Regions from separate parts of the Mus musculus genome. Here regions 1, 2, 3, 4, 5 and 6 are each linked to region 7. Evidence: chromatin contacts called from public HiCAR-type and promoter capture Hi-C data. All regions are on one chromosome and are shown on one strand. The core of a region is the stretch at or near the end of the contact, and the rest is flanking DNA. Distances in the headings are between cores, read along the strand shown. Region 1 holds the start of Arhgap33 (Rho GTPase activating protein 33). Region 2 holds the start of Zfp14 (zinc finger protein 14). Region 3 holds the start of Wdr62 (WD repeat domain 62). Region 4 holds the start of Zfp566 (zinc finger protein 566). Region 5 holds the start of Zfp146 (zinc finger protein 146). Region 6 holds the start of Aplp1 (amyloid beta (A4) precursor-like protein 1). Region 7 holds the start of Akt2 (thymoma viral proto-oncogene 2).

What was found. Promoter capture Hi-C pulls out the DNA fragments that hold promoters and counts their contacts. HiCAR-type assays count read pairs that join an accessible place to other places.
Region 1: a promoter capture Hi-C map of hematopoietic stem and progenitor cells shows a contact between it and region 7, with 3 times the contacts expected there. The contact joins the promoter of Arhgap33 here to the promoter of Akt2 in region 7. A contact is called at or near these places in 5 of 39 promoter capture datasets (the C10 cell line, cranial neural crest, hematopoietic stem and progenitor cells and 2 more).
Region 2: a contact with region 7 is called in a promoter capture Hi-C map of liver, with 5 times the contacts expected there. The contact joins the promoter of Zfp14 here to the promoter of Akt2 in region 7. A contact is called at or near these places in 3 of 39 promoter capture datasets (hippocampal neurons and liver).
Region 3: a contact with region 7 is called in a promoter capture Hi-C map of liver, with 5 times the contacts expected there. The contact joins the promoter of Wdr62 here to the promoter of Akt2 in region 7. A contact is called at or near these places in 5 of 39 promoter capture datasets (the C10 cell line, cranial neural crest, liver and 1 more).
Region 4: a HiCAR-type map of astrocytes shows a contact between it and region 7, with 5 times the contacts expected there. The contact joins the promoter of Zfp566 here to the promoter of Akt2 in region 7. A contact is called at or near these places in 2 of 39 promoter capture datasets (hippocampal neurons and liver) and 1 of 115 datasets of contacts at active chromatin or transcription factors (astrocytes).
Region 5: a contact with region 7 is called in a promoter capture Hi-C map of liver, with 4 times the contacts expected there. The contact joins the promoter of Zfp146 here to the promoter of Akt2 in region 7. A contact is called at or near these places in 5 of 39 promoter capture datasets (hippocampal neurons, liver, neutrophils and 1 more).
Region 6: a contact with region 7 is called in a promoter capture Hi-C map of liver, with 3 times the contacts expected there. The contact joins the promoter of Aplp1 here to the promoter of Akt2 in region 7.

Annotation. Positions count from the first base shown.
Region 1 is chr7:30,533,666-30,536,365 of GRCm38.p6, forward strand. It overlaps Arhgap33 (Rho GTPase activating protein 33), which reads right to left and starts at 1,395. Exons shown (of 22, transcript NM_178252.3): 1 at 1,261-1,395; 2 at 438-547. The coding sequence starts at 515.
Region 2 is chr7:30,050,130-30,052,829 of GRCm38.p6, forward strand. It overlaps Zfp14 (zinc finger protein 14), which reads right to left and starts at 1,267. Exons shown (of 5, transcript NM_178733.5): 1 at 1,216-1,267.
Region 3 is chr7:30,279,151-30,281,850 of GRCm38.p6, forward strand. It overlaps Wdr62 (WD repeat domain 62), which reads right to left and starts at 1,260. Exons shown (of 33, transcript NM_146186.4): 1 at 1,006-1,260. The coding sequence starts at 1,182. It overlaps Thap8 (THAP domain containing 8), which reads left to right and starts at 944. Exons shown (of 3, transcript NR_144498.1): 1 at 944-1,330; 2 at 1,458-1,549.
Region 4 is chr7:30,089,119-30,091,818 of GRCm38.p6, forward strand. Zfp566 (zinc finger protein 566) reads right to left here and starts at 1,392. Exons shown (of 4, transcript NM_152814.2): 1 at 1,170-1,392.
Region 5 is chr7:30,168,483-30,171,182 of GRCm38.p6, forward strand. It overlaps Zfp146 (zinc finger protein 146), which reads right to left and starts at 1,259. Exons shown (of 2, transcript NM_011980.4): 1 at 1,177-1,259. Gm5113 (predicted gene 5113) reads left to right here and starts at 1,393. Exons shown (of 3, transcript NR_157376.1): 1 at 1,393-1,732.
Region 6 is chr7:30,444,300-30,446,999 of GRCm38.p6, forward strand. Aplp1 (amyloid beta (A4) precursor-like protein 1) reads right to left here and starts at 1,283. Exons shown (of 17, transcript NM_007467.3): 1 at 1,023-1,283; 2 at 19-162. The coding sequence starts at 1,169.
Region 7 is chr7:27,590,300-27,592,999 of GRCm38.p6, forward strand. It overlaps Akt2 (thymoma viral proto-oncogene 2), which reads left to right and starts at 1,253. Exons shown (of 14, transcript NM_001110208.2): 1 at 1,253-1,580.

The sequences.
Region 1 (2,700 bases), core at 145-2,644, 2.9 Mb after region 7:
CTCTCCTCCTCATTCCTCATGTGTGTTCCTTCAGAAAGCCCTCTCTGTCCATCTAAGGCTGTTTCAGACAATTGTCTCCATCCCATCCTGTGGGCTTTCTCCATCCCATACTACACAACTATACCTGAGCTTATCCATCTCACTCTGAGATGCTTCCTGCAAGGAACTCATCTCTCCCTTTGGAAATAGGGCCCCAGGCTGACACCCTCACCCCCACCCCCGCCAATGCCCAACAGAGATCAGCACAGAGTTAGTACTGTATGTATGATTCTTCTCTGGGTCCCTGACACGCAGTGCCAATCCAGTTGCACGGCATAGACTGGGCAACTCTGATGAATAAAATAACCAGCTGCCAGATGGGGATTCGGGGATTTGCTAGACTGGGCTTTTTCCCTCCTCCGTGTCCCTGCAACCCCAAGTTCATCCCTGGGTCTCACCCTCAGAGTCTGTCCCCTGCCAGCCCATGAAGCTCCCCAAGGCAGGATGGGATCTGACTGTTTCTGTGCCTGGAGCATGGGGCCTGCACAGAGGAGGTCTCAGTGAATGTCTGTGGAGTGAGGGAATGAATGGATGAATGAGCGGGAGCAGTATGGAGGAGGGGAGATGAAGACAAGGAGATGGAGAAGCCCCAAGGCTCAAGTGGAACGGAGGCGGGAGGCGCGATGTTGGCCTCGAGTAAGGATCGGGAAGCGGCGGGAGAGACTTCGATAAAGGTTCAGATCGATGTCGGTGGAGGGATTGAGAGCGCGTGGCGTGGGATGAAAATGAAGAAGAAAAGGGTCAGGCAGGGGATGGAGTGAGATGGGGGTGGGGCTCAGGAATGAGAAAGGGGCTGTTGGGAGCAGGAGGTGGTGGTCGGGAGGGTGACTGGGGATGAGGATGCTGAGGAGGGCGCTGGAGTGGGGGCTGGTTTCCAGGGAGCCTCGGCAGACGCCTGCAGGGGGGAAGCCCTCATGGGGCGCGCGGGTCCTTCCCTGAACCAGCCCCCTTTTCTCAAGTCCGGATCCTCCGCCACTGTCACCCCTTTTTCAGGGCCCAGAAGGGGGAGGGAGGAAATGTGCGCTGAGGGGGCGGGGTCGAGGCCCGGGCCGCGACCCAGGACCGCACCGAGGTGGAGACCGTAGGGGACCGCGAGGAAGGGTGAGGGGCGGCGCGCAGGCCGCGGGCTCGGGCGGGGCCGGGGGCGGGGCGCGCAGGGCGGGGCCGCGCGGACAGACTGGCACGCGGACACACAGACTGATGGCCCCGAGGGCCCCTCACCACCATGGTCGCGGTAGCCTCCTCAGACCCCGGCGGCTTTCGAGCCCTCGTTCGCAGTCCTCGCCACCGCCGCCTCCGCCGCCATGGTGACACAAAGGGGAGGGCGTGAGGCGCGCGCGGGCGGTCGCAGGCTCCTCCCCTAACGGCTGCCGGGGGGGTCTCTGGCGCGCGCCCCATGAGGGGCGGGCCAGCGGGCACGCGGAGGCCCTTCTCATTGGCTCCAGTTTTGGCCTGAGGGCTACGCCCCGCCCACAAGGCGGCTGCTTATTGGCTTTGAGTGCTGCTCTACTTCCCGCCCCCATCCCCGCCCCGTCTCTCCAGTCCCACCCCCCGAAGTTTGACAGCGCCACGCCCATGGATGGTTGGCATTGGCTGTCAGGGCCCTCCTGAGATAAAACCCTGTATTCTTTATGCTCCGCTGCCGCCACTTCTCTCCTTAAGCAGCCTGCCCTTTCCTCCCGCGGTCGCTCCTCGGACGTGCTTCATTGGGTTCGCCTACGACTATCCCCCACAAGCAGCCTTTTCGAAATGCGGGTCCTCCAGTCCCCACGCTGTCAGTCCTGATCCTGACCCCGCCCACAAGCTTTTTGATCTCGCACACCCCGCTGTGTCCCCACCCTAGGCTCTGTGCGACTTGGCCTCCCCCTATTCACTGGACATCTTTCCTTGTTTCCCTATATTCGCTTATTTGAGGCTAGCCTTTGACATCTTTTTCTAGGAAAAGCTTCTGTATGGAATGCTATGACATTCATGCCTCTCAGAAAGCCAGGTGCAGTCTTTTTTCTTTTTTTAAACGATAGAGAAGTGCCTAGAAAGCATTGCAGCCACACCCTTTCCGGAAGGATGCTTTCACTGATCTGGACCTGAGCAGGCCTCTCGTTTCGGTAGCACGCTCCCGGTCCAGGCTTTTAAAGACTTTGATTATTTAATTCGGGGATATACCAATAATCAAAAAAAAAAAAAATACAGCCTTACCCATATGGAAGCTCAAAGGCTAGTATGAACTAGGTGATTTCGGTTTGTAATCTCAGCACTGGAAAAGTGGGTGCAGGAGAATCATGAATTTGAGGCCAGCTTGAGCTGCATAGTGAAAATCTGTCTCAAACAAACCAAATTAGGGACTGGAGAGATGGCTCAGCAGTTAGCACTGACTACTCTTCCAGAGTCCTCAGATTTCTACTCCCTGTTCCAAGCACCCACATGACTGTTCACCAGCTACAGCTCCAAGATGTCCAGAAGATGCTCTCTGTGGGCACTAGGCACACATGGAACCCCCAACATATACACAGGCAAAATACCTGTATGCATTAAATAAAAAAATTTAAAACCTCCAAATCAAAGGCTGATGGGGGAAGATAATGAACAAAATAAATATAAATATGTATCATCCGAGAGAAAAGCTAGTTGGGATGGCGAAATATGGAAAGTGCTGGGTGGGGG
Region 2 (2,700 bases), core at 17-2,516, 2.5 Mb after region 7:
ACGAACTAGCAAAGCAGGCTTCGTGGATAAGAAAGCTGCAGCCTGGAATGCAGAGATGGATCAGCGGGTTACACTCTCAGCACCTACGTGACTGCTGTAACTCCAGTTCCAGAGAATCCGATGCCCTCTTCAGGGCTCCTCAGGCGCAGTCACACTCAGTGGTGCACAGAAAGAAAAGCAGACAGAAACACTCACATACGTAAAAAACGAACATGTTAAAAATTTAAAACCTGTGAGGCTGGAAACAGCTGTACTGCTAGGAGCAGTGGCTGCTCTAGCAGAGGATGCAAGTGTGATTCCCCGTACTCACATGGTGTTTCACGACCGTCTATAACTCCAGTTCCTGGGAATCAGACACCTTCTCCTGGCTTCTGCTGGTATGTGTATACACACAAATACACACACACACACACACACACACACACACATAAAAAAGAAAAAATACAAAAGACATTTGTAACCACACAAAGAGGGCCTGGACCCGCATTTAATCAGAGACATAATCTCTGAGTGATGCTTACTATCAGTCTGCATGAATCTGTCTCCTCTACCCTGACCAAGATAACACCAAACCGCTGCTTCTTTCCAAGCTAACTTCATTTTCACTTTCACAGTAATGAGGAGTAAATGTCCCCATGCCTGGAAAAACAAGGAGTACACTTCATAGGACAACGAGAAAGAAGAAAGTTAGGCTATTTTTTTTTCCGCAGTAATGTTGGGTCTCTATGTATGCAACAACAATCGTTTCCTGCTTTTATTCCCTCGCCTTCCCTAAAATGAACAAGTCTGGGGAAAAGGTCAAACCGGGAAGGTGCGGGCTTGGTAGCCTGGGGACACACCCCTCGCGACCAGCCCTTCCACACACATAACCTACTGGAAATGGAGCGCCGCGGATGGAGAGGACACTGGCCGCCACCGGAGGGGCAGGTTTGACAGGCGACGGCCACCGGGGCTGCCTGGCGGGGAGGGAGCGCGTACAAAGCAGCCCTGCGGTGGCAGCTGCGCTGTCTTTTTGTACGGAGGGCCCTCACTCTGAGGTTCACACACAGAACTCAGAGCCATGCTGGGCCTCTGGGCTCTGCAGCGGGAAGACGGAGGATGCAACGGGGTACGCGGTGTCCACTCAGCGTCACCGACTCCAAGTCTCTCAAGCCAACTAAAGACAAACCTACGCTGCCCCCGCGACAATTTCCTCAGTGCAAGGGACCAACTCACCTCTCAGAGCGGACCGGCGCTAAGCAGCCGGAAGGATGCTGCGCAGAGGCCTGTGGGAAATGTAGTCCATGGTGGGAAAGACTGGGCCAACGCAGCGGAGTGCGCAAGCGTGCTCGGGGCTGTGATGGGTGGAGGCCTCTGGGTGTGATCTTGGACCAGCTGGAAGGGCTAGGAGATTCCGCTGCCCTCTGCCCCCAAATCCCCACCCCAAACCTAGCTCACTGGGCTGGGGGTTGTGTCGTTGCCCTACCAGGGCTGAGAACACCATCATCACATTATCACATGCTTAATATGTGAGATAAGCATATTCTCACCCCAGCGAGGGTGTAGGCATGATCAGGGAACTCAGTAAAATACATTCTCCAAAGGTGCAGTCCCACATCTACCCAGGGAAAGGTTGCTCAGGCTCCTTGGAGTTCCCGCTGCCTCTGCTTTCTCCCACTGTCCCTTCTAGCCGTTGTGTATATTGGTCTAGTCGTTGGTATTGGCCTTAGGTTTTGTTTTGCAAACTGGAGATGAAGCCAAGACCTCTAAGACTGGAAAGATAATTATGCTTTCTTCTATCACAGTGGTTCTCAACCTGTTGGTCGAGATCCCCCCCCCCCTTGGGGGTCAAATGACCTTTCACAGGGACCACCTAAGACCATCAGAAAACACAGATATTTACATTAGGATTCCTAACAGTAGCAAAATTACAGTTATAAAGTAGTACCGAAAATAATTATATAGCTTGTGGATCACCACAACATGAGGAACTGTATTAATGGGTCGCAGCTTTAGGGAGGTTGAGAACCACTGCTCTAACATTTTCTTGTGTTTGTGCCAGGCCTCATCCGGTCTTCAGGAGACTGAAGCATGCAGACTGCAAATTCAAGATGAATGGAAAAAAAAAAAAAAAAAAGGAGGACATGACTGCTCCCAAGGGATTGAGATCTAAGAGAGAGCACTGGCAGGGGCGTCTGAAAGTAACCAGGGTGGCCATGACTGCCGGACTAAATGGGGCCATGTGAGGGGAGGGGGTGGGGTGTAGGACAGGCTAGAAGCCAAGAGGCCAAGTGCAGCGGGCAAGAGGTAACAAAAGGACCTTGTGCCCAAAATGACTGGGTTATACAGGAATCACAGAAGCTGGGAGATGGGAAGCCCAGGCCTGGGCTACAGAGTTTGGGATAGTGGGGGGCAAGGTATATCAGCCAGGATGTCTCTGTAATAGGTGCTGGGGATGTTGAAAGATCCTCATCGATCCTCTTGTTTCTTTCCAGAGCGCTGTTATTACAGGCATCCGTCAACATTCCCAGCGTTGGGACGTTAGTTTTAGGAACGTGACAATTGAGAGGCTGGTGAGATGGCTTAGTGATTGAGAACCCTTGCGCTCTTGCAGACACAACACATATGATGGTTCCCAAGTGTCTGTAACTTCAGTTGCAGAGGGCTGGTGAGATGGCTCAGTGGGTAAGAGCACCCGACTGCTCTTCCGAAGGTCCGGAG
Region 3 (2,700 bases), core at 10-2,509, 2.7 Mb after region 7:
TCAGCCAGTCTGGTCTACACAGCCAGTTCCAGGTCAGCCAAGGCTACACGGAGAAACCCTGACCAAAAAAAAAAAAAAAAAAAGTTTTACTAATAGCATTCCTTCTACCCAAAGTCATTTCTTTCTGTGACTCAAATTTTGTGGAACTGTTTTGTACACCCTGCTCCCCAGGCAGCAGTGCTAAGATTTTTACATTCTCCATAATTTTAAGCCGTAAGTAGATAAAAATCAGTTCTAGTGAAGGAACAGGAAAGAAATCAGGAACAGAAAAAGGAAGGAAGACCAAGAAATGTTACGCAAATAAGCCAGGCAAGTACTCCGGAGGCAGAAAGGTAGATCTCAGAGCTCACAGCCAGCCTGCTGGTCTACAGAATGAATTCAGTCACAAAGAAATCCTGTCTCAAAAGGAAAAAACAAACAACAAAAACAAAAAACAAAAAAACCACAACAATATAACAACAACAACAAAACCCACAACAATATAACAACAACAAAACCAGGGGAATGTTAACCAAATAGGGGCCTGGAAGAGCACACCTTACCCCGAGGCGCTACAGAGGAGGCGTGGCAAGAGCCAACAGGCCAGCCTCTCGCTCAGACTCCGATACAGCACACTGGTGGCTGCAGTGGTCCCCAGCCCTATTCCAATAAAATCAAAGACACACTGGAATGAAAGGGATAAGTGTCTTAGGTCACTCACTGAACAGTAAAGTGATATTAGAGATGATTTGTAAATGCAAAACCATTTCCCGGGAGTTAGAACTAAAATAAAGCAATGTGCCAACTCTAAGTGGAGCCAGAAAGATGGGCAGCACCAAACCCTGAAGCCAGCAGGAACGCAGGGGGAAAGCCTCTGCCAAGGGGGCGGGGCTTCCGGACCAGGCGGGCCTGGGAAGCCGCCTGAGGGAGCAAATAAAGAAGCGATGGGAGGGACCGAGGCCCCGAGGCGGGACCAAGGTGGCAGAGAAGCCCGGAGTTGGGTAAACAGGACGACCAGCCTCTCACCCGGTTCTGCACAGTGTCCTCGGGAGCCGCCGCGAGTCGCGTCCGCCGCCGGAGGCAGAGCGGTGGGGCAGGAGGCGGGGAGGACTGGTTTCTCCGCGCCGGAACTCCCGCCATGACAGAGGACAGCTTTTCTATCGTGTCACTCCGCGTATAACCTCCGGCCGCTAAGGCAGCCATCATGCTGTCGGAGACCAGTGTCCGTTACGCTTCTTAACAGCCGCCTGTAGCCAGCACCCACTCGAATAGCGAATGGCCGCGGGAAAGCCGGCGCCACCGCCCATTGGACGCAGCCGGCACCCCGGCTGGCCAATCACAAAGCTTCCGGGTAGGCTCATTGCCCAATGGGAGATAAGAGGCGGAGCTAAAGGAAGGTGGGGCCAGGGCCTGTCTATTTCACTGCTTACTGAGTCTGGCTGGGTTTCTCTACTAACCTGTGCTTTCTCTGTTCATAGACACACAGCTTTTAACTTTGATGGAGCTCATCCTGTCTTTTGCAACAGTCCCGGGAAGTTATTCAAGCTGTACCAGTCTCATGGATATAGGGGTAGGGTGAAGCCAAAGAGCCGTGGGCTTGGGGTCGGGAACAACACCGCCCTACTCTTGCCTATACAAATAGTGAGGTTTAGGATTGCGAAGATTGTAGCCAGCTGCTCTCCATCCCGTGATTGGGGCGTAGCCGCGGTAGCACGAGGAACATTTTGTACGCATGCGCCCTCAGTTTCCCCTGTCACGTGTTGCAGTGTTGCTCTTCCCTGGGATGACGTGAGGCGGATGGATTGCTCGGGGACCCGGACAGGGTTTGGCCCAGACTCAAGTGTTATTGCTGACTGGGCAGGACTGGCCAGGGTAGGACAGCTACACATAAGTACATTAGGGCTCCAACACTTTGGGGCGCCTGGGCAGGGACAATTGGCCTGGGAGATTCGAACATGGGGCGTGGCCCTGGGAGGGGCGGGGTTGGTCCAGCTTTGAGTCTTGGGAGCTACTGCTATGAAGCTGTAGATAGTTCATTGCTACCTTGGGAGCGGAAGGGGTGAGAGGGATGTGCACACACATCATTCTCCCTGTTCATTTTTTGGCTTATTTTTCTCTTTAAACGGTTTTCTGGGGCATCACAGGTTGAGGTATGCAACGGTGTCCCCACCACTAGAATGTCAGCCCCTCCCTGAAGCCAACAAATTTTATCCCATTTCCTGTTATTCCTAGGTTGCTAGACTAATGCCTAACACATACTATTGTCCATCAAATGTTTGTTGGAAGGGTTTGATTTTTAGCCCAGAAGTCTGTTGGGGTTTGGGAAGCGTCGCACAAACCGCTTAAAAACCGATCTCAGTTAAACAGGACTGGTTTATTGAAACTCCCCCCACCCAAAAAAAACCCCCAAAAAACAAAAACCAGCAACAACAAAAAAACCCAACTGATTGATCACCCAGACTCGGAACTGTAAGCTACAACCCTAAACATTTCCGGGGCCAGTTTATATAGGGGGAAAAGGCATAATGATCTGATAAGTAGGTGCAGGGAGAGCTGCAGCGTGGTTGGCCTTCTCCTAAGTTTTTAGTAGTTAAGACATAACAGTTCAAGGTTGGAGAGATGGCTTAATGGTTAAGAGCACTGACTGCTTTTCCAGAGGTCCTGAGTTTGATTCCCAGCAACCACGTGGTGGCCCACAACCATCTGTAATGGGATCAGATG
Region 4 (2,700 bases), core at 142-2,641, 2.5 Mb after region 7:
TGACTGCCCCAACTTGAGACCCATCCCATGTGAGAGAAACTAATTAACTCTACTAATGATACTCTTGTGCTTGCAGACAGCAGCCTAGCATAACTGTCTCCTGAGAGACTTCACCCAGCAGTGGATGGAGGCAGATGCAGAGAGCCACACTCATCAGGTGGAGCTTGGGGAGTCTTGTGGAAGAGTATGGGATAGAAGTGAGCAAGCCAGAGGGGTCAAGGATACCACAAGAAGACCCAGAGTCAACTGACCTGGGAGCATGGAGGTTCACAGAGCCTGGGTCACCAACCAGGGAGCATGGAAGAGCTGGACCTAAGCACACTCCCCACCCCACGCCTACACGTTTGTAGCAAGTGTGAGCTTGGTGTTTATGTGGGTCCCCCTAAGAAGTGGAGCGGGGGTTGTCTCCATCTCTGTTCCCTGTCATTGGATCACCCCCTACTTCGACTGCCTGATTGTGCTTCCTAGACCTGCTGGGACTAGGTGCCCCAGGGAGGGGTGGTACCCAGAGGGACTCTCCTGCCCAGAGGACAAGGTAAGGGGGAGATGGAGGGAGGGATTTGTAAGGGTAGGACTGGGAAGCGAGGAAGGAGGGTGGCTGAGATTAGGATGTAAAGTGAATTTTTAAAAGTAAACATTAAAAACAGTTGGAAATACTCATATGGCTACCCTTAATAGTCGAGATGTATAAATGCTTCAGATCCTGAAATATCAAACAGCACAAAGACTCAGTTAAGCCGCTATCCCACTTAACACGGGGAAGTCCTACACAGCTGTCCAAATAAACAAAGTAAAAGACAAAGAAAAGCATGATAGCTCACAAATGAACCTCTAAAATGAGCAAAGGCTAAAGAAGAATGCACGCAAGATACACATTCAAAACTTCACACTCACAACCCACACACAGACCCACAACAGAGACACTCGGCTATCGGAAACCTACCTACGAGAAGACAGGACTACCTACTAGGGGCTCAAAAAGTAACTTAAGCACAACTTCACTTTTACCACACAGAATCCACAGGTATCTGCGCCTGCACTGTGCTGCACGTGGTCACAACATCACACAGTCGCACGCCCCTACAGAGACAGAACACTCACCCAGTCAGCAGCTCTCCACATCCACACACAATGCCGCACGTGTCCCCAGCTCGCTCCCTCCCACTCACCAAGGGGTGGTGGCCGCCACGGTGTTAGCAGAAACTGATGCTCATCACCAGTCCAGCCCCTTAGCGCCGCGATCACTGTTCACAAATTAGCCGCACAATTCCGACTCCTCTGCCGCACAAAGCCCAGCCTCGGCGTTCGCCCCGCCTCCTCCCGGGTTCCGCACCAAAGGCCTTCCTTGCAAGCTGCCAAAGCCCTGCAATCCTTCAGTGCACCTCCCCTCTTGCCAGCAAAGCTCTGAAGTCACGCCAGGCGCGTGATCTTCCCGCGAGAAGCCAGGGAGCCCTCTGGGAAATGTAGTCAGTCCGAGGGAACGCGGCAGACAAGATGGCTCCCGATGGGCGGGGCTTCTAACGGTCCCTCAGTGTGGTGGACGAGCGGAGGACACCCCAAATAGAAACGCATCCTCAGGATACATGGAACCCTATATCAGCTTCCACTACTGCATTTAAAATCATTCAAAAAAGTTAGGAATCTGTTGATTTCCCGGACTTTTGGTATTATCTGTAGAGGATAGACTGCATCAGGAAAGGGGCGGAGAACTGGTAGGGGGCGGAGTGTGATTTGCATAGTAAGCATAATCATGCGGCTGAGACTTCTAGTAATATAATTCAGTGCAATACGAAAAAAAATATATTGAAGGGGGAAAGTTATCTCAATTTCTCAGAGAGCTAAGCCTTTGCTTGGCCACCTCTAGCGGCCGAGTTTCCCCCCGCCCCAGAAGTGTGCAGGAACAGATCTCCTCCGCAGATGTGTGACTTGTTCTGGACATGCATTTGGCTTGGTACTCATTAGCAGGTCCTGTAGGTTGAAAGGGTGGATACCAGGACCACACCTTGGATTCCCACATGCTTCTAATGCTAGCCCGCAGGAGGAGCAGGAGGATCAGGGTCATCCCTGGCTACTGAGAGGTAGTTACATTAAAAACTACAGTGGAACACTTGGAGAAAGCATCTTCCTTTGAAGTGATTTCCATAACCAATAAATATACCTAGTCCAGGAGATAACAAGTCAGTCGGTCTGAAAAAGACATTAAAGTTGGGGCTAGAGAGATGACTCAGCGATTAAGAGCACTGGCTTCTCTTCCAGAGGACCTGAGTTCAATACCCAGCCACCACATAGTGGCTCACAATCATCTATAAGAGGATATGATGCCCTCTTCTGGCCTACAGATGTATATGCAGCAGAGCACTCACATTAAATCTTTTAAAACGACATTGAAGTTAAAAGACTACATCTCTGTATAAATCAAGATTTTCTCTTCAGAAAATAGGGACAACACGGCTTACCTCACTTCTCTGTTAATTGCAAAGCTGCCACAGTCCTAACGAAATAGATACTATAAAGACATGAAGATCTTATAAGGATATGAAGTTACCCAGAATAGAATGGAGCTGAGGGAGAGCTGCCGGTAGACTACCCCAATGATAACGGGTATACTAACCAGGCATGTTAGAGGGAAGTGAAGTTTGGGATTGCTGGGTGCGGAGATTTGAATGAGCTGGCTCATAGGCTCATACATTTGAATGCTTA
Region 5 (2,700 bases), core at 9-2,508, 2.6 Mb after region 7:
TTTTTACAATGTATCAACTAGTGGCAGCTATTCATAAATTTGAAAGCTACCCACTTGCAAATCTTAATCAGGTACTGCTTAACTTTTACCATTAGGAGAAAAGCCAAAGCTGCGGATGTCTTTAATGACTGCCACAGCAGGGAGAAGTAGTTTTTCACATGTGCTACACAATTCACAGAACTGTACTCGTGAAGGAGTTATGACATCTACGATATAGCACAGTAATCACTAAGTTTTTTTCAAAAAACTAAAAACATGGACCAGTGAGAGAGCTTGGGGGGGGGGGTGTGCAAAGGCGCTTTGCTTCCAAGGCTGACAACCTGGATTCCGACCCTAAACCCACATGATGGAGGACAGAACCGACTGTGGCAAGCATGCCCACACAAATAAATGTATATATATATATATATATATATATATGCTTTAAATGAGGAACTGTGCCTAACCTAAATCTAAATTAGACCCCTTAATCCTGGGTTTTTAGTGAAATGACGCTCTTCAAACCGAAACTCGAATTTGCCTAACAGCTCTATTAAAGTACCTCAAAAATCAGAAATGAAGTCTATGGCTGGCACCCCCGGGACAAACAATTCCAAACCAAATGTTTCCTTAATTAAGCATGACAGAGTAATCTGTATTCTACCTCCATTCATAAACAACCGCGTTTTAGTACACAGATCGTCTTTTAAAATCTAAACATGTTTACTAAGGCTTTCTGCACATATCACGAAATGCATTTGCGTATAAAACTCACCATCAATAAATACAGTTTTAAAAGTATTTAACCCTTAGCTTCATCCCACCTTTCAAGTAATCAAATAAAACGGATGCTCTTCGGGAAGATGGCCCCGTTATAATTATCAGCACTTTCGACTCGGGAACTACCGCGCAGACGTGATACTTCAACATGGGTCTCCTCATTGCCTCGTGAAGCATAGCCACCCACAATCCTACACCCAGCTCCACACCCACTCAATCATTCCAAATAGTGGGTCAAACTTTGCAGTCAAATTCGGTCTCAAACGCTCAAGCTTTCCTCAGAGGCCCCCACCTCCGCCTTCACCAAGATCCAATGCTCTTCAGCCCACTCCCTGAACCCCGCGCTACACCTCCAAAGATCGGAAACACTGCCCTCCAACCTCCCGAACCCACCGACCCAGGACGCCCAGATCCCACCTCCTACTTTGGCGCCACGTGGACACGACGGCCGTGCTGACCCGCGGACAAAGACCAAAATGTCCACTCGCTGCCCCTGCGTCTGCGCACTCAGGGAGTGAGTGAGCACTCCCAGAAGTCTCCGCGACATCTCAGGGCTTGTTCACTGAAGCCTAGCCAGGCTGTTGTCTATTATCAGCAATACTGCTTTTACGACTTTGGACTACACTTCCCACAAGGCACTGCGGGTTGCTTATCCGTCTCCCACGCACAAACCTGGCCGCCTCTTGTGATTTGGGGTTTCTTAGAGTAGATTGTTGTCACTTGGACCCAAATAAGCTCACGCCTGGTAAGATGTTTGGAGTGGGGACTTCCTCTTTGGTACTTCACGGGCGGCGTCTCAATAATACACTGAGCCCAGACCCCAAGGTGAAAGGACACCATCTTTGTCCGGGGCTGATGTGGCTATGGACTACGTTTCCCAGAGTCCATAGCGAGCTGACATTGTAGCTCAACTTTGATGAAACCTTTACCTTTGGCTGAAGCAGGATGCGCGCGCCTTCTACTGAGACCCAAGGTAAATGGTCTGGGGAGTACTGAACGGGGGTGGGGAACAGGCGTGTCCTGAACGGGGTTGTGCACGCTGAAGCAGGACTGGGCTGCGGGATTCTAATTGTGGTTTTGATTGTGGTGGTGACCGGTTGTCAGTGCTTACAAGTAGTGTGCTGTTGTAATCACCTGTCTCCAAGGTGTATATCTGATTGTTGCTGTGCAAACATATGTGATGTTATGTGTTCCGGGATCTTGTGGTTGTGGAAGTGGTATCCCGTGGTCCTGTAGTGTGTTGTGTGCTCGATAACCTTTATTCCTGGGGTTGTGTGGATATAGTTGTAGCTGTGACTGTGTATCTCTGGGTTAAGTGACCTTGTGTAGTACTGTGTGCAGTGTTCTGTGTCCGTGGCTCTGCGTCGGCAGTGCGTGAGTATCCTTGTGTTCTTGGAGAGAAGGGAGAAAGAAGGAGGAGGACTTTGTGACAGTGTGTAATACTGTGTGTATGCGGGTGTGGACTATCTTTGCTAAAGAGTGACTGGCCCCTGAGTGAATGTTCAGTTATGGCTGGATGATGCAGAGTACTGTGCCTTCTGCGTGCCACCATGTGTGATTGTGACTATGTAAGGAGGACCTTTAGGGATGTTAGGGAAGTGATTGTACCACAGTGGCAAGCAAACTGACTGGGATGCCTAGGTGGGTAAAGTTCTTGTGGCACAAGTCAGTTGTCATACTGTGTTTGTAATTATCCTGTAATCCAAGCTCCTACAGAATTCAGAGACAAGCATTTCCAAAACCTCTCAGATGAACTAGCTGGGAGTGTGTAGCAGTGATCAGACTACAAGGTAGAAGGCTAGAACCAACACCCAAGACTCTACTCTGCCCTCCACAAAAATGGCATTGCACACACATACCTGAATATGTGCACACACACAAAGTTAAAAAAATTATTTCTAGGGCTGGAGAGATGACTCAGTGGTTAAGAGGACTGGCTGG
Region 6 (2,700 bases), core at 33-2,532, 2.9 Mb after region 7:
CCGTGGGGTCCCGCCCACCTGTCTGCAGTACTCCAGCACGCGCTGCGGGTCCAGAAGACAGCGTCGTGATCGCTGTGGGTCTGGTTCCCAGCGGCCGGTGCGCAGGTCCCGGTGAAGGGTTAGACGCCCACATAGTCCAGCCACTTGAGCCGACCCCGGAGCCTGGGAATGAAGGCAGATGGGGCAGTGAGGAGCCAGGGCAACGATGTCATCTGTGTTGTCTGGTTCTTTGCTCCCTAAAACCCAGATAGGGCTCCTGCCCCTATCTCTAGCACCAGCTCCTTCTAAGCACCTTCTGAGTGGAGAGACCGTTCCCCGGGAAACAAATCCCGTGGGGCTGGAGCGCCCCAGCTCTCCCGTTGCTATGGTGACCTGGGTCCCCACCCCCCCGCCCCGTTTCTCGCGGCCTTGTTGCTGAGAAGACAGGCTCCGCCCCCGCCCCAGCGGCTTGGGTCTGAAGCCTGAAGGGGTTAAACTTGAATCGTGTTGGGGGAGGCGGGGGGCGAACCCAGGCGTTCTGGCCCCTCCTCCCTCCATCCCCAGTTCAGGTTCCCACTGAGGGGGTGCAAAGACGACAGGGCCCAGCTTCCCAGCAGGCCTGCACATCAGACCTTTAAGGACTAGAGGAGCTATATCCGGATTGAGTAGTGGGTGGAGGCCCGGACTACTGGATGTTTGAGGGCAGGGGGTTCATGTGGGTCCAGATAATACAAGGGACCTGGGTTCTTAGAGCCAAGCGCCTACTGCCTGGTGCGTCCTACGCTTAGGTGGGCAGGTCTTGGGGCTTTGTCGTCTAGGGGTGCTCTGGATTTCTTGGACCAGAGGCTCTTGGAAAGAGCCAGGTCCGACGATGCGGGTGGGAGGGGGCAGGGACGTCAGACGATGGAGGAACCTAGGAAAATCTACAGTTCGGATCGCGTGGGGCAGGCCACCTGGCCAAAAGGACTGCGGTGGCCGTCCCGCGTCCAGGTCGAGGCCCGGTCCCGCCCCTTCCCCATCCCCAGGACCCGGCCGGGCCTCACCTCGGCCGCGCTGGGGCTCCCAACAGCCAGGTTCCCGACGGCGAGCTGCGCGCGCAGAAGCAGCAATGACAGTGGCAGCAACAGCGGCAGCGGCGGCGGTCGCCAGCGGCGACCCTGACCGCGAGCGGCGGGGCTGGTGGGCCCCATGTCCGGGCCTCGGGCCCTCACGTCCCCTGCGCTCCCGCCCGGCCCTACCCGGCCCCAGCGGTGACAGGAGCTCCCAGCGCCACCGCCGCCTCCTCCTCCCGCCGCCCCCGGGCTGCGCCGGCGCCGCCAGCCCCGCCCCGCGCCGGCCCCGCCTTCCCAGCCAGGACAATAGCGTGGCGGCTCTGCGCACTGAGAGGCTCCGGAACCCCGGGAGGGAGCCTGCTCCAAGTCCCAGCCCCTCAAGATTCCAGGTGTCACTGTCCGCGTGAAGACCGAGTCACTAGGTTCAGTCCTGGGCGTAGCCGTTTTCTGGACTTTCATCCTTGGCCTTCTCTTCTGGCAAACGCAGACACCCAGCATCAGCTTTGTCCTCCTCCAAGGATGCCAGAATCCATGGGGGTGGGGGTCTTCCATAAATCCCTCTCTTGAGGTCCCAGGAATATAGACCTCCGAATTTTCCCAGTCAAGAATTTAGGGAGTGTACTAGGAAAGCCTGTAATCCCGGCACCTGAGAGGAGGGGGCGGGAGGATAGGAGTTTGAAGCTAGCCTACCTACATGCAACCCAGTCTCAAAAGACAAAACACAGCTACAGCTAGGTAAATCTGCTCCCTTCCAGGCCTCTTCTGTCTCAGGACCGGAGGCCAAGTCTCCCACCCTTGCTTCCTCAAACCTAGGAAGCCTTCCTGCCCTGATTGCCAGGTGTCTGGATCTTCAAATACTCCCTCCAAAAATCCATGACTAAACCCTTTCTTTACAGATGACTCGGGTCAGGTGCTGGATACCATAGCCTTCCAAGACCAGCACCTGAGGACCACTGTGTGGAGTCCCCCATTCTCACCCTTTCTAAGGGCCACCTCAAGTCTTCTGCCTAAAGGGTTCACTGTTTTATCTTAAGTGAGTGTACAATATTCTAATCCCCCCCCCCGAAGCAGCCCAGATGTGTGTGTGTGTGTGTGTGTGTGTGTGTGTGTGCATCTGTATGGTGTGGACCTGCCCACATTTGTCTGTCTTTCTGCTTTGTGTGTGTGTGCATCTCTGTGGATGTGGGTGGGGTGAGGTAGTGGTGTATTATTAAAAGAGTTTAAAGTGGAATGGTGATGTGCACCTGTAATCCCAGAGGGCCTGAGGCAGCAAGATCAAGAGTTCCAGGCTAACTGCTGAGAGAAGGCTCAGTGATGAAAAGCACTGGCCGCTCTCTCAGAAGACCCGGGTTCAATTCCCAACACCCACACTGTCTATAACTCCAGTCTTAGGGGACCCATCCCTCTGTTCTGGTCTCAGGGACCAGGAATGTATATAGTATACAGTAACACATGCAGGCAAAACACCCACACAAGTAAAATAAAAATAACAGATCTTAAAATACAGAGAGAGAGAGAGAGAGAGAGAGAGAGAGAGAGAGAACCTACAGCAGTAAGCCAGTAGCAAGGGGCTAAGGAAGGACTTAGGACATCATCGCTACTGCCACCCAATGCATGAGAGGCGAGGGAGGACTAGATACAATACAACCTTTGTGGGCCTCTTCATTCA
Region 7 (2,700 bases), core at 3-2,502:
AGCCGTGCAACCTATATACCTTTTTTTCTGTGAGCGATTTTCTGTGGTTTTAAGTCTTACATGGGCTCAAGTTACTCCATATGAGAAATTATAAGTCCCACATTTATTTAGATATATATCATGTGCAAGTGACATTAATATTTTGAAGTCACAGTTTAATAAGAACTGTTTTCGTAAGATAATCCAAGGTTATTTGTGTTTTGAAGATGTGGATTCTTGAGATGTGGATACAGAAGTCAGCCCATAGTTACAGAAGAGGATATTCTAATGTGGGGTTATGTGGCTCAAAGCTTGAGTGCAACATCTTTTTTTTTTTTTGAGACAAGGTCTAGCTGGCCTGCCCCAACATCCAGAATGATGCAGTAACAGACCTGTTGCCATACCCTGCTTTGTGCTTGATCTTAACTAACTTGTTTTGGGTCTCTATAAGTAAGCATCTAGGAGCCTGGCAGTGGCAGGCCAGGCCTTTAATCCTATTGCTCAGAAGGCAGAAGCAGGCAGATCTCTGAGTTCAAGACAGCTTGGTCTACAGGGCGAGTTTCAGGACAGCCAGGGCTATACACAGAAACCCTGTCTCGAAAAACCAAAAAAAAAAAAAAAGTCAGGCTGGTAAGATGGCTCAGCGGTTAAGAACACTAACTGCTCTTCCAGAGGTCCTGAGTTCAAGTCCCAGCAATCACATGGTGGCTCACTACCATCTATAAGGGGATCTGATGCCCTCTTCTGGCCTGCAGATCAGAGCACTCATACATTAAGTTAAAAAAAAAAAAAAAAAAAAAAAGAAAGAAAAAAAGAAAGTCTAGGACAGTGTTTCTCAGTCTACCTAATGTGACTCTTTAATACAGTTCCTCATGTGGTGATCCCCCAAACATAAAATTATTTTCGTTGTCACTTCATAACTAATTTTGCTATTCTTATGAATCATAATGTAAATATCTGAATTTTCCGATGATCTTAGGCAACCCCTGTGAGAGGTTCCCAAGTGAAGAACCGCTGGTCTAGGAACTAGGAAGGCAGGAAAGAGAAGAATAAAACAAGATCAAAGCATATGTAAATAAAGCCCTTTGATTGCCGGGAAGTAATCACTGGGCCTTCGGGGAAAGCCTACTTGTTGGTGTCCTACTGCGCATGTGTAATGCTACCCCCCCCTCCGCCCCCCCAGCTCAGAACGGGGCTCTTAAAAAAAATAAATAAATAAAAAGTTAACGTGACGGGTGCCTAAAGTACGCAGGCGCGCTGCCTTGAGCCTGCCTGCCTCCTAGTTCCTGCGCTTGCGGTCTGATGTTTTCTGAGGCCATTCCCTTGGTCTACTACGTCAGTTCCTGTTTGTGGCTGGAAAAGGCGGTATTTCCGGCCAGCGGGTGGGAGGGGGCTGTGAGTGGGGGCTGGGGGCTGGGGGGAGGGGGCGGGGGGGCCCGCGCTGCGCGAGCCGTTGGGCCTGACTCCGAGAAGGCGTCGCCGCCGCCAGCACTGCCGCCGTTGCTGCCGCCAGTTCATAAATAAGGAGCGGGAACGAGCTCAGCGTGGCGATGGGCGGGGGTAGAGCCCGGCCGGAGAGGCTGGGCGGCCGCCGGTGACAGGTGAGTACGCCAGCGCGTGTCCCCAAGCGCCCTCCCCTCCGCGATGGTCGCGTCCTGGCCCCCCGTGGGGCCTCGCTGGGCCGTACCACCCGTGCCCGCCTGGCGGGGACCACGGACCTGGAGGCTCCCCCCCTCTTCCGGAACGGAGTGGGGGCGCCTGCTGCGGGGCTGGGGGGGACAAACCCAGAGGGACGCGGGGCGGGTGCCGTGGTCCATACCACTGCGGCGGCGGGGGGAGCTCTCTCTGAGTGTGCGGGCTGGGGGCTGCCCTCGGGGACATCGGGGGAGACAGCTCCTTCTCTGTGGTGCCAGCCTGTCCAGCTTTTGAGGCGCTCACCGTGTCAAGTGCCGCTTGGGTGCTTTGGGAGCCGTTCCTATAGTGCACTTAGAGGGATGGGAGCTTCTGGAGAGGGGTCTGGGCCCAGGGTGGCCGTGTTGGGGCAGTCAGGGTAGTACCACCTAGACACGAGAGAGCAGTCTTTGTACTTAGAGGAGAACAGGGTCGGGTGGAGGGCTGTGATGTTTATCATCTTTGAGGCACAGGGTGCTGGGAGGCCCGAGTGAGTGTTAAGGGGCGTACTTTTAGGGGTGTGATACTGAGTGGGCGAGGAGCGCTTTTCTCTTCCTGTAATATGCAGGGGTGGGCGTTTACACTCAGCTCACCCTTTCTTGAACTTCTTTATGACTTTGGGGAAAACGGGATCGTTACTGGGCTGCTTTTTATCATGGGGTTGTCCACTCACCACTCCAGAACCCTCTCAGATTATTTCTCTTTAAGGTGTGTGGGACATCCTTTGGCAAGTTCTTTGCTTCCGGGGGTGGAGATGTGTTTTAGAAGTCACTGAAGTTTTCTGATCTCTAGTCTGGCTCCCTACTAGGAAAGGGAGGGGCTATCGGGCTTGGATAAGGAGAAGTGCCTCTGGACCTGCCTGTCACCTTTTGGGCGGAAGGTGTGTTTTAAGGGACAGCTCTCTAGAGCGAAGTGGGGGGGGGGCATCTTTATTCTCAGAATTTGGGGCCCCTGTTTCTCTCATTTGGAGAACTTTTGGCACCTGGTGACAGGCCTCCCCCTGCTAGAAAACCATAGGTTCAGGTCAGGCTGATTTTTAGCCTGTTTACT